3 separate regions of the Sus scrofa genome follow, and all the other regions are linked to region 1. Evidence: chromatin contacts called from public HiChIP or PLAC-seq data. All regions are on one chromosome and are shown on one strand. The core of a region is the stretch at or near the end of the contact, and the rest is flanking DNA. Distances in the headings are between cores, read along the strand shown.

The links. HiChIP or PLAC-seq counts read pairs in DNA pulled down with a chosen protein or histone mark.
Region 2: an H3K27ac HiChIP or PLAC-seq map of alveolar macrophages shows a contact between it and region 1. The contact joins two enhancer-like sites. A contact is called at or near these places in 3 of 47 Hi-C or Micro-C datasets (embryonic fibroblasts, liver and skeletal muscle) and 1 of 2 datasets of contacts at active chromatin or transcription factors (alveolar macrophages).
Region 3: an H3K27ac HiChIP or PLAC-seq map of alveolar macrophages shows a contact between it and region 1. The contact joins two enhancer-like sites. A contact is called at or near these places in 3 of 47 Hi-C or Micro-C datasets (embryonic fibroblasts, heart right ventricle and liver) and 1 of 2 datasets of contacts at active chromatin or transcription factors (alveolar macrophages).

The regions. Positions count from the first base shown.
Region 1 is chr13:140,076,348-140,080,766 of Sscrofa11.1, forward strand. No RefSeq gene overlaps it. Among named protein-coding and RNA genes, the nearest start is that of GSK3B, 59 kb to the right of the region's middle. Within about 2 kb of position 1,809, at least 9 of the 83 cell types and tissues checked have an H3K27ac peak or open chromatin away from gene starts, as enhancers often do. A contact at or near this core is called in alveolar macrophages and embryonic fibroblasts, where this site is marked.
Region 2 is chr13:140,303,415-140,307,833 of Sscrofa11.1, forward strand. The region is part of intron 7 of GSK3B (glycogen synthase kinase 3 beta); the gene reads left to right. Among named protein-coding and RNA genes, the nearest start is that of NR1I2, 100 kb to the right of the region's middle. Within about 2 kb of position 1,822, at least 8 of the 83 cell types and tissues checked have an H3K27ac peak or open chromatin away from gene starts, as enhancers often do. A contact at or near this core is called in alveolar macrophages, where this site is marked.
Region 3 is chr13:139,879,173-139,883,591 of Sscrofa11.1, forward strand. It overlaps FSTL1 (follistatin-related protein 1), which reads left to right. Exons shown (of 11, transcript XM_021070306.1): 3 at 3,882-3,986. Among named protein-coding and RNA genes, the nearest start is that of FSTL1, 34 kb to the left of the region's middle. Within about 2 kb of position 2,584, at least 36 of the 83 cell types and tissues checked have an H3K27ac peak or open chromatin away from gene starts, as enhancers often do. A contact at or near this core is called in alveolar macrophages and embryonic fibroblasts, where this site is marked.

The DNA of each region.
Region 1 (4,419 bases), core at 559-3,058:
ACCTACAGCATAGGTCACAGCCACGCCAGATCCCTAACCCCCTGAGCAAGCCAGGGATGGAACCCGCAACCTCATGGTTCCTAGTCAGATTCGTTAACCACTGAGCCACAATGGGAACTCCGACACTGCATTTGAATAAGGGAACACCTTGGGATGTTCAGTTCACTACTGAGGTCACAAAAAGACAGGACATGCCAGTGTCACCACGGACAAGATCTAGGTCAGTGCTTCCCGATCCTTTCCATTCTTTGAGTTACCTTTGCATGTCCTAATATACTAGCAGTCCACATTGGCTTAAAGAATAAGTGCTTGGGAAAAGCCCTGGAAAAGTCTGTAGGTAACTAAGAGAAAAGCAAGAGGGCAGAAAAAAAAGAAGGCAAGGAGGACAAGTCCAAAGAACAGAGGCAGAGAGGGTGGTGTGGTGAAGGAGGGAGGGAGACAAATACAAAAAGCACCTGCTTAGCTTTGTGGACATTGCCTCTCTCCAGTCTGAGCCAAGGGAAGAAGGGCAAGGATACCCTTGCAGAGCCCTTTCTTCATTGTGTACACAACTATTGGTTCATTTCTCTCCTTTCCCCGCTAGACTGAGCTTCTTGAGCCTACAACTTGTTATCATTATCTTGGTGTCTTGAGCACCCAGCACTCTGCCTGGTACATGGGTTGATGCTCAGCAGACATTTGTCAAAAGAAAAAAGAGGAGTGGCCTGGCCAGAACTGTCTCAAGAGGGACCCCAGAGGGGCTGCTCAAAAGAGCTGAGGTCACCTAGGAAGCAGAGCTTACCTATCTGACCATGGACAATAATGTTGATGGGATTCACTGAAGTTTAAATGCTCTGTGATAGTGCCTGGACCCTTTCTCAAAAGAAGGCATTCTAGGTGGGCTCCCTTCCCCACTAATTCTCCTACTAATTTTCCCCATGCAATTCCAGGGCTTAAAGTCACCCATGTGACTATGTAACTTTTAGCAAGTTGCATAACCTCTTTATGGCTCAGTTTCCCCAACTGTAAATTGGGATAATAACACCTACCTCATGTAGTTAGGAGGGTTCAGTGAATTAATATTAATTATTGGTATGAACTATGCCTGGCCCATGGTAAACAGTATATTAGCACTTATCTTATGAAATTGTTTGGCTTTAGATTTAAAAATCCTCTTCATGTTTTCTTGCCTTATACCAAAATCCCCATTCCTGTGTCCAACTTGTTCTTGATGGAAGGGTCTTCTAAACAGATCTGATAACGTAAGGATGGCCCTTTGGTTTGGCCCACTTCTAGGACAACATAATTTTCTCCCTGAACCCCTTCTAGGTCAGACTCACTTCCTGTGGAGGACACATCTCCTTGCAGGATTCATATCTGGGCAGGCCTAGGGAAAGGTGCAACTGAAAAGTCAGGAAATCTGATTTTTTTTTTTTAGGGTGGAGCCAAAAGACAACTAATTTCCTTTACAGAAATATGATGAACTTTATAACAGAGAAGACAAAATATAGGATGCCTATTATCTGCCACTTGATACTTACCTCGTTTAAGACATAATTACCCCCACAAAGTAGTTATATTTCTGTTTTACAGATGAGGAAACTGTACATCGCAGAGGATAGGTAACTTGCCCAAAGTCATACAACTGGTTAGCGGCAGAGCCAGAGTTTGAATTTGATTCCAAAGCCCTTTTTGGACACCTCAATGCTGGTTCTAGAGCATGTGCTACAGGCATGCTACCAGAAGACAGAGGCATTTCAGCCTGACAGGGCAGGCTGAGGTTTTCTTAGGACACCAAGGTTTCCTGAGGAAAAGCAAGCTGGTCTGGTTCTGTAAGCCTATTGCAAAACCCTCTATTGCTGAGTCATTGAACAGTGTCTTGAAGGATGAAAAGGAGCTTTCTAAAGCTACCTGGTCACTCCTGCCCTCTTCAGGAAGTTCAGTGCCAAACATACATGATATTGAAAACAAGCAAGTCCCTTGTTTTGGGGGGGGTTGATTTTTTTGTTGTTTTTTTGTTTTTTCGCTTTTTAGGGCCACTCCTGCGCCATATGGAAGTTCCCAGGCTAGGGGTGGAATGGGAGCTGCAGCTACCACCCTACACCACAGCCACAGCAACACCAGATCTGGGCCATGTCTGCGACCTGCTCCATAGCTCATAGCAACACTGGATCCTTAACCCACTGAGTGAGACCAGGGATCAAACCCACATACTCATGGATACTCATCAGATTCGTTACATTGAGCCACAACAGGAACTCCAAATCAAGTCCCTTGTTTAGAAAGACCCAAACTAGAGCTCCCTGGTGGTGCTGTGTGGCTAAGGCATTGTCACTGCTGTGGCTTGGGTCACCGGTACAGCTTTGATTTGATCCCTGGTCTCAGAACTTATGGATGCCGAAGGCATGGCCCCCCTCCCTTCCCCGCAAAAAAAGGACCAAGCCCAGTCCTCTGATCTGAAATTTCTTCTCAAGTGGCACGCCCTTGAAGTGGCACAAAAAGATGATGTTGCACAAGGGTCCCAGAAGACACTATGATGACTAGAAGCAGTGCAGACCTTGGGGCTCCTGCCGAGACTGGGGGGAGGGCCATGGAATCGCTTCAACCCAAGTTTCCACTTTGCTGAAAAACTTTCATTGCTCCCACTTCCCACAGGATGCACTCTCACCTTGGTTTCGGGCTGGAGGCCCTCCCTCATGAAGCTCTACCGTCCCTCATTCTCAACTTGCCTAAAACTCCCCACCTGGCTCCTACTGAATAGGCTTACTATAGCTTAAGCAGGGCGTGCCAGTGCACACTTCAGGCTCTCACTTTTGTTTGCAGCAGCAGCTCTTCTCTTCTTCCTTCTAACTATACCAGCTTGAAGTGACCTTGCTTTCTTCTGACTAGTTCCAAATAGTTTGAGAAAAAAAAATTTTTTTTTTAGGGCCACACCCACAGCATGTGGAAGTTCCCAGGCTAGGGGGCGAATTGGAGCTACAGCTGCCAGCCACAGCCACAGCCACAGCCACAGCCACAGCCACAGCAACGAAGATCCAGGCCATATCTGCAACCTACACCACAGCTCAGGCAACGCTAGATCCTTAACCCACTGAGCAAGGCCAGGGATCAAACCCACATCTTCATGGATACTAGTCGGATTTGTTTCTGTTGCACCACAACAGAAACTCCCAGGTCTCAGAATTTATTATCTTGGGCTGTTATATAAGTTCTTTATTGTTAACTTCCCACATGCTCATTTCTTGCCTCTCCAACTAGAGGATCAGGAACTGGAGGTCAAAAGCCATGTCTAATTCATCATTGCATGTCCACAGTATCTTGCGTAGTGCCTGCTGCCTCGGAGATCTCAACATTTCTAGGTTTATTTTGAAGACTGACCAACTCTCTGTTTGTTCCCACCTTTCTGTTGTACCAAGTGGCTCTTGAGCAAACAAAAAGGAATTTGGCAGCATTTTTCTTTCAGGCTGTAATTTAAGTTGAGCATTTCAGAGGATTTCTGCTGTCTCATGGGTTGAGAGTCCACTCTATGCAAGGCATTATGATAGGGCTGTAGAGATTAAATGCTGGAAGAAATTAAGCTAACAGGACCCAAGTAGTAAGACCCCCTAAAAGCCTGGATCCAATTTCCCCAACATCCTCAAAACAAACAAATAAAAATCAGCAGTGATGAAAACCACTCCTCTGGATGGTTCCCATCTATGAAACCTACAGGAAGCTGAAGGGTCCTAAAAAAAAGGGAGACCAGGTTGCTTCTGCTGTTGTTGCTACTGCTCCCAGCATAAAATACAGGAAAGAATCAGAAACAGGATACAGGCCTGTCAACACATTCTTCTAATGTCACAAGCAGACACTTTTTCTCTCAGGAAAAGGGGCCCCTGCCAATGGAATGCAGCCAGATGTCTTATTTCCAGCAGTTATCCCTGACACTCTGGAACTTCAGGAGTCTCCTGGTTGGGCCAGAGTGATCTGGGTCCTACATCCAGAATCCACTGCTGTCAGTCCATATCCTAGAAAGGTCTCCTCTCTGAAGCCTTGCCTACAGTTTTCACGATGTCCCAGATCATGGTAGGGTCTTGACACTGGTATTTTAAGTTCTCAAAGTGATTTCATGTGCAGCCAAAGTTGAAAGACCCTGGGCTTTGCTTCTGATCTCCAAGGATATCAGAATGAAGCTTCTGGGTCCTGCCGGCATCTCCATCCCTATGCTTAGCCCACCTCCTGAACTGGAACAATCTTACTTCTTCCTAAATGTAGCCTTCGGGTGTTAGGGAAGGTAGGTGGACTCTAAACATTCTCCTCCCCTGTATCCTCTCATTTCCCTCCCATCATCTCAAATGCAGCTCCTCTTCCTCCTCCTCCTCCGTGAGCCTTTCCACACACCTCAGCCTGATGTGCCCCTTTTCCATGACAGCATTGATCCAACCGCTGCCCAGCACACAC
Region 2 (4,419 bases), core at 572-3,071, 230 kb after region 1:
CTTTATAGCCAAAAAGTAGAAACATTTCAGATGCCCATTAGCTGATGAATGGATAAGGAAAATATCAGACACAGAAGACCAGGTTACATGATTCCATTTATGTGAAATGTCCCGAATAAGCAGATCTGTAGTGGTCATTAGGAATTGGGAAGAGTGGAAATGGGAGTGACTGTTCATGGGTCTAGGGTTTCATTTTGAGGTGATAAACATGTTTTAAAATTATATAGCAGTTGATGGTTGTACACCTCTGTGGATATACTTTTAAAAAATCAGTTGTATGTTTAAAGGGATGCATTTCATGATTATATGAAGTATATCAATTTTTTTTTAAGTCAAAGAATGAGAACATTTACCTACAGGACTTTTGATAAGGTTTTGTTGTTTCTACTGTATTTTAAGCAAGGCAGTAAACTCTGACCATAGTTTTGCACAGGACCCACATCAAGTTAAGTGACAGATGGAGGAGAACACAGACACACAAAGGGGTCCTCCTGCACTAGTTCATCCTCCCAGGCTGAGTAAATCCTTTTCCAAGTTGTTCAATTGTGTTCAAATAACATGACTATTTGGTGCTTTTTCCTTCACTGATGTTCCTAATGGGATTTAAAGATTTGTGCTGCTATTGCTATAGCCTTTTTTTCCTCCCAGGGGAGAGAAGGGTAAGAGGATTTTGCCTTTTGGAAATCAGAAGAAAACCCTGAGGTGGAAACATTGCATACACCCCCTCCCCCCAACACAAAGTTTCCTTATACCAGAACTTCACTCATATATATATATAGGAAAGAGGTAGATAGAAACTGGATAAAACTGCATGTGTTGAGAATTAAGTATTTTAGCTGCCTACATCCAATGGATTTAAAAAAGGAAAACTTGTAAATTATAGGGGTATACAAAAGGGAATACATTTTATATCAATCCTCTGAAGGTAAAAATGTATGGTAATGATTCCATTATCAGTAGAGTACTGATATTTTGAAAAAGAATAACTCAGTGACATGTTTTCTAGTTTTCTAATTAGAGAAATTTGTCAGGTTTATGATATATGCAGTCAACCTGACAGTTATCCAATTTGAATAGATAGTTCTTTTATGCAGAAAAGAAGTGAAGATGTTTAATTATCCAGCCATACTATGTATAATCTCTCTTGGCCTGTGTTGTACAATTTTCATCTACTTACTTTAAAAGTTTTGATTAAATCCATTATGTATAGTCCTGGCCATGTATCCCTTTAGCCTTTCAGGGTGCATCTATATTAACAACATGTTGATTTATTAACCATCTGGGCTAGAACATAAAGAATCTTTGCCCTCAAGTTCAGAAACTCATTGAGAGGAGGAAGGGAAAAACTGAGATCAGTGGAGTAAGGCAGGTATGATCCCAGAAGCCTGAGCAGGGTACAAAGGCAGAAGCATCCTGTTTGGAGGTAGTGCTATCTGAAAAGGCTTCTTAGAAGAGGTAACTCTTCAGCTGAATCTTGAAACATGGAGATGTATTCTATTTAGAGAAAGGAAGGGACTGGAGGACATACATGCTAATTTGGATGAAGATACTTAACGTTGTCAGGTCTGTTGTGTCTTGTCTGTTGTGTAGTGCTTTATGGTTTGAGCCTAAGGTTCTGAATGGTGGGAACAGGGTATAAGTTTACCAGGAGAGAGAAGGCTGGAGCTGTGGGCATTGGCCTAAACATATTAGACTGTAGACAGTTAAAAGTCACTGCAAGATTTCAAGCAGAGGATTAACAGATTTCTAATAGGATCTCATTAACTTGGCATTTGCTTTAAAGGCTACATGTACAACTCTATTGTTGAAGTTTGGCGACCTCTGGTGTTGAGCAAGGCTCAACGCAAGGCTGGGAAAGAAATTGATTTCAATGCTTTTGTCAGATGATTTTTGGCTTTATTTCTTTGAAGACACAAATCATAATTCCTGGCTTGTTATTATTTGTGTCTAGCTAAATTTGCAACTAGGTGAATGAAAAAATATTAAACATGATGGGATTGGGTACAGATTAAAAGGGATGAACAGCATCCCCAAAATCTTATGCCATGAATCTCTGGTTGAGTCTTTCTGCCTCGGTGATGTTTTAGGATTACGATGATGCACTTGACAAGTGCTTTTTTGCAATAAATGGAAAGATCTTATTCTAATAACAGATAACTGAGAGTGCATACTCTTCCCAATAGTGTGATAATTTTGAAAATCCCCCCTTTTATTCAGTGAAATATCATACTTTAAAAAATGTGCATATAACATTATGTGCATTTTCTTTTCCTTTAAGTCATGGAGGGACTCCGTTTTTAGGAAATTCATAAATAATTACTATTTTTAAGTGTATCTTTAAAAGTTTGGGTGAAAAATTGCTTTTCTATCTCTTAAAATTCAGGGAAGCCCTAAGACTTGTTTTGTGTCTGAATAATAAAATCCATGTCAAACATACTTTTTAAAAATCTGTAAAATGTAAAGCTTAAGTATATGATTTCAGAGTTTCCAAATATAAATCAGCTGAAATAAATCAGCTGATAGAGAAATTTTCTCAAAACCTAATAGAAACAACATAAAACTAAGATAAACTCAGAAGTGGCAATCAAATAGTTGATTTATTGAAATGCTTTATTTTTGTTGTATTGCTTGTAGATGTTGATGCATTCAGAATCTTAGGTTTTCATAAACAGTCTCTTGTTTGCCTTTCAGCCTGTAATGTTGCCACCTATCCACTTCTCATCCTTATTCTCTCAGATTAGTTATCCAAATCATGCTGTTTTCCACTTCATACCTAGAGCAGATAAAATGTGCATCTGACTCATTTGCTTCCTATATTCCTTAAGTAAAATAACCTCTTATCTCTCCCTCCAGAATCCTTTCTTGAATCTCTTCCTTACTCCAGTGGATTGTAGCACTTCACCTCGCACATCATCTGTGTTCATTTTGGTGTATTGATCTTCATTATAGTTGATTTATAATGTACAGGTCTCTCTGCCCTAGAGCTCTGTGAAAGTAGGACCTCAATAAAAGTGTTTTAGGGAGTTCCCTGGTGGCCTGGCAGGTTAAGTGTTGCTGTGGCTTGAGTCATTGCTCTCGTGGGTTTGATCCCTGGCCCAATAACTTGTGCCTGCCTCAGGCGAGGCCAAAAAAAGAATGAAGAAGGATTTAATGTCTCTCAATTATGTCTTACCTTAGCGTTCTTATATTCCTTTGTATCTTAACTCATACCTTTGCTTTCTTAAAGACTACGCATACTGTATATAAAACAATTCTGATTTTAGAATTTAACAGATTGATACTTTTAATGGTAGCCTTAAAATAGCAACAGAATAAGGTTAAACATACCGTTGTATTTAGTGTAGTAATAGCATCACCCAAAAAATGTTCTTGTGTACAGCCTAGGGTAACCAAATGTCCCAGTTTGCCCGGGGCTGAGGGTTTCACCAGGTTAATCCCAGTGGGCTGAGACAGGTGATAATATTGTTCATGTCTCTTTGCAGTCTCCCATCTTCTGTTTCAGGTTATCATTGGTATTTCCGTCACTACAGATTTGTTTTTCCTATTCTAGAATTTCATATGAATGGAGTCATGTAGTATATTTCTTTTGTATCTGGCTTTTTTGTCTCAACGTTATGTTTTTGAGATTCATCCATGTTTTGTTTTTTTAATTTACTTATTCTTTATACTGAGCTGTATTCTATGAATATACCACAATTTGTTTATCCATTCATCTGCATATGGACGTTTGACTTGTTTTTTAGTTTTGACAACTATGAGTAAAGCTTCTTTGTTTGTTTATAGGTATTTTTGCAAACATATGTATATATTTCTCTTCATTAAATAACTAGCACTGAAATTGCTGGTCATATAAGTGTATGTTAACTTTATAAAAAAAAAAAATCAAACTTTTCCAAAGCAGTTACACTACTTTTCACTCCCACCAGCAGTGTATGAGAATTCTAGCATTTTACATTATCATCAATACATTGTATTCATAATAATTTTAAATTTAGTCTTAAAATTGTTTTTATCTTTAGAAAATGTCTCCCTTTATTTTTGTTTAATTTCCTTGTCCTAAATTCTACAATCTTCCAATATTAATGAAGGCATCCCATCTTTCTTATCATTAGTATTTGCATGGTATATCTTTTTTGCATCCTTTTACTTTTTAACTATGTTTTTATAATTCATGTTATATGTTCATTTCTTACAGACAATATATACTTAGGTCTTTTTAATTGAGTCTGATAATTTCTGACTTTTAATGAGTATTTAGACCATTTACATTCAATGTAATTACCAATATGGTTGGGTTTAAGTATTCTACCTTGATAATTTATTTTCTTTTTATTGTTCCTTTTTTCTCTCTTTTACAGTTAACTTGTGGCTACAGAGAGTACTTTTTAAGCTAAACCTCCATGTTGCATTTTTTTATAG
Region 3 (4,419 bases), core at 1,334-3,833, 200 kb before region 1:
CACCCCAAACTTCCCAAGGTCCTCGCTGCACACCAGATCCATGGAGAGCCCCTCAGATCACCTGGCAAGACCTGATCCCTCGCCACCTGCCACGCCACCTCACCTCTTCTTCAACATGCTCCCTCCATTCACACCAGGCAGCTGATGCCCTGTCCCATGGGTATGCTCATGCTATGTTTGTCCCCTCTCAAGATGTCCTTCCCCACTCAGAATCAGTCATCCAGGAGACAGGTAAGACCACCTACTGCCCTAAGGAACTTCCAGGAGCTTCGGAGATATCCGTGACACCTCTGTTCCCAGAGAAATTAGGGCTTGGAGAAGGGCTTTCAATGACACAGAGAGGTCCCCTGTCTGAAGAAAATTTTCTTCATTACTGATTTCTGAATTATAGTGTGCCTGTGAACAGCCAAAATTGGGGGTTGGGGTGGGGATTGCTCTGAAGGCTTCAGCTTAGATGTCTTTTCCCAAGTCAGCAAATCCCTGGTTCTTGGTGTCCTGGTGCCCACGGGGCACCCGCCCATTCTCCTGCCCCCCTTTACATCTCACTGGGAGGACAGAGCCTGGAGGAGCTACTGGAGCCTAAGCTGCTTCTGCATTGCGGCTCCTGGGCTCCGCTAGACAAAGAGAGAGATTGCCACCTATTGACAGATGTGCCACCTGCAAAGAGGAATGCTTGCGTAACTAGCCTTTCTCTGTGGGCTTCAAACAGGATAATGAGGTAGTTAGGCCCTGGTTTTTTCCATTCAGTCAGTCCTGCTATCAGTATTATCATTCAGTGTAAGGAAGGATGGTGGGGACTTGACAGCCCAAGGTGATAAAGGCCTCTAGTGGGAAAACTGTCTGAAAATCAGTTCTCCACTGTAATAATGGTTGCTTTCTGTTGTGTGGTAGGCATTCTGTCATGCAGTACATCTCATGTAACCCTCACACAGCCCTCACGGGGATTAACATTCCCATTTTACACACTGGAAACTGAGGTTTAAGGAGAGTCTTTGCCCGCAACCATGGCAAGTAAGTGGGAGATATGAAAATAAATCAAATTTAAAGGATTAGTTTTCCCTTTGGTTGAATAGAATCCTACCTCTGCCACTCCCTACTTACTAAGGCTGTTCCCTCCTCCATTAAATGGGGATAGTTATGATGTCTAATTTATGGTGTTGTTGTGAAGCTTAAATAAGATCATGTATAATGAAAACCACTTAGGAAGGTGCCAGGTATTTATAAATGGGAGCTTAGTCATCTATTGTCTGAAGATCTGGGTGGGACTCCTAGCTCCTCATTTTTAGCTATGAAACTTGGGCAAGTTACTCAAACTTCCTATTTTAAGTTTCCTCACTAAGGAGTTCCCGTCGTGGCGCAGCGGAAATGAATCCAACTAGGAACCATGAGGTTGCAGGTTCAACCCCTGGCCTTGCTCAGTGGGTTAAGGATCTGGCATTGCCTTGAGCTGTGGGGTAGGTCGCAGACATGGCTCAGATCTGGTGTTGCTGTGGCTGTGGCATAGGCTGGCAGTGCAGCTCTTATTAGACCCCTAGCCTGGGAACCTCTATGTGCCGTGGGTGCAGCCCTAAAAAAGACAAAAAAGAGGAAAAAAAAGTTTCCTCATCTATAAAATGTAGTTAATATGCATGTTTTTGCAGGGTTATCCACAATAAGAGGAAAGTGTATGTGTGAAAACATTCTGCAAGTTTTAATAGTGCTATCAAATATTAGTCATTGTATTTTAGGTAAAGAGTATTTCTTCAAATGGATTTTTTAGAATTATTTCTAAAAAATGACGAGTTGAATTTGATCTATAAGTAAAAGCTTTTATTATGAATACTCACTAAAAACAAACATAAGATAAAAAGAGGCTCTATAAATGCCACAAGTTATTTATTCTGCAGGAAGTTCTTTAAGCATTAATATGAGTAACACTTCACGGGCAACTTGTTTCATAGTTTATGACACAATTCCAAATATATTATCTCATTTTATCTTGACAAGGCAGGGCTAGTATTTACCCCTACTTTACAGATGAGGAAACAGGCTCAGAGCATTAAAGTGCCTTATTATGGACGAAGAGCTAGTAAGTGATAACGGTTTGTGAGTATCTGCTTATGGGGCCATGTGTTGGTGTGTCTTGGAGTGTAGACATGCATACGTCTGAGCATGTTTTTTTATGCAGTAGTGTGTCTTTAACTCATGTGACAGATTCATGAAGGACATGTATTTGTATCTCTCAACATGTTTCATAAAGGGGGAGAGGAGAAAGTCCTAGCTGAGTTGTTCTGTTGGTTTTTTTTTTAACAATGATCAGTGACAGCCTTTTCCTTTTTTCTTCTTTTTCCCCTTCCTTTTCATTTTTAGAGCTGTTTTTCATTCCCAAGCACAGTTTCCAAGAAGGTCTTGCCTGGAGAATATGTGCAATTTTATCTCCACTCCTGGTTTAGGAAACAACAGCTTTCCAGTACCCCCAGCCTTCTGGGAATTACTTCCTCTTTTTTTCTTTTTTTCGCTGCCTGCCAGCTTTATTGAATTCCCCTTAGCAACATCCAAAAAAGAATGGGTTTAGCAACAGCCTGTGAACCAATGAAACGTGAGCATGGCCCGGGTTTCTAGACCAATGGGAGGGAGCTCTGCGTGCCCTTCAAGCTCGCTCGGAGAGAAAATAACCTGGAGTTTGCAAAGCAGCCTCCAGGTGGCAGCAGACCAACTGTATTGGACACAGACCCTCAGATCTCACATCTACTTTGTTTTTTGCTTTCTTTGACCTGTTCTTGGACTCAAAACGTTTGACCACTATAAGGATTTTACAGTTACAAGCTTTTTGGGTATGAGCTTTCTACATGACGTGGTAGACCTCGCCTGAAGGCTGGAATCTTAGATTCTATCCCTGCCCTTACTATGGCCAGTTGCATGACCTTTGTTGGTTCTGTCACAGCCAGTGCTACCTCAGTAGGCACAAGCCTGGAGGTCCCAGGTGACTACCTGCCCAGACAGTCAGGAAAAGGGCTGGAGGAATCACATTCTCTTTCATTCAACTGCCACTCCTGAATGGCAGATGGAGTGGGGCTGGCTTTCTGCCACCATTTAATATGAGGGAAGGACTGTGTCACTGACAGGTTACTGCCTGCAAATGCTCACATTCTTGGTGGCATAGGCTGGGACCATTCCCTGCCTTTTCAGTTTTGCTACATATGTATGAACACAAATGTCTAACCACAAGTGGTTTGAAAACAGTTCTGTTAAGTGATTCAGCCCCCTTGGTTCTCTGAAGCCAGAGGCAGATATGGACAGGGGGCTGAATAGGACCATGTCGAATAATAGCAGATCCGTGTTTCTGATGGTTTAGCCATCCTTCTCTCGCCTTTTGAGATAGCAGAACCCTAGTCAGTGAGACTTTGGTCCTTTTGATATGTGTATTTCTCTCAAGCATTTCCACTTCTGCCTGGTTTACTCTTCTCATCCTTTAGGACCTATCTTCAGAAAGTCTCCTTTGATTCTCACCCTCCCACTGTTACACTTACGCATTGCTTTCTGGAAGTCTCTGTTGTGTTTCCACGTGAGGACAGGGACAGTCTTTATATCTCCAGACCTTAGCCTAGTACTGTCCTTTAATGGGTGCTCAGTTAACATTTTTAGAAGAAAGCATGCAAGGAGGAAATTTGCTCTATAAGAAGCACTCTTGGGCACTCAGAAGTAACTGGACCTGAGCAGGAGCAGTGCCAGCAAGATGGATGCTGGCAGTTGGCAACAGCTTCTGGCTGTTCAGGACCCTTCAGCACCATGAGTCTTCACTCCAGACCACAGCCCAAGCCTGAGAGATAATTACCACCATTGGCTTATCCAGAGATGGACTCATCTCAGTGACAGAGTTTCTTTTTGATTTTGTGTTTTAGGAAGAGCCAAGGAGCAAATCCAAGATCTGTGCCAATGTGTTTTGTGGAGCCGGCCGGGAATGTGCAGTCACAGAGAAGGGAGAGCCCACTTGCCTCTGTATTGAGGTAAGTCCTAAGGTCGGAAGCCAGAGGACAGTGGCCAAGGCAGGTGTGGTTACCTTGCTGGAGCTACCAGTCAGCAGTGCCCATGATTTCATTATCTTTATAAAAGCACACCTTGTGTATTTGAAAGAAGTGAAAATTTTATCTCAGAAGGTAAAAATCAGATGTGAATGTAGGGATACTTTTCTTTTTAAACACTACTTACCTTTATAAGATTTTTAAATTACAAAATTAACAGTTGCTTTATATAAGTCGATAGTAGAGACATTTATACAAACATAAAATTAATAATCTTTCCCGTAACCCTCAAATCCCATTGGTCTTAGGTAACTGGTGTTAAGAGTTCAGTATATATTTGTTCTACATGTTCATTTTTTCTATGCAACTATCTAAGATTTCTCCCTATTTTATGTAAAAATGAGATCATAATATAGAC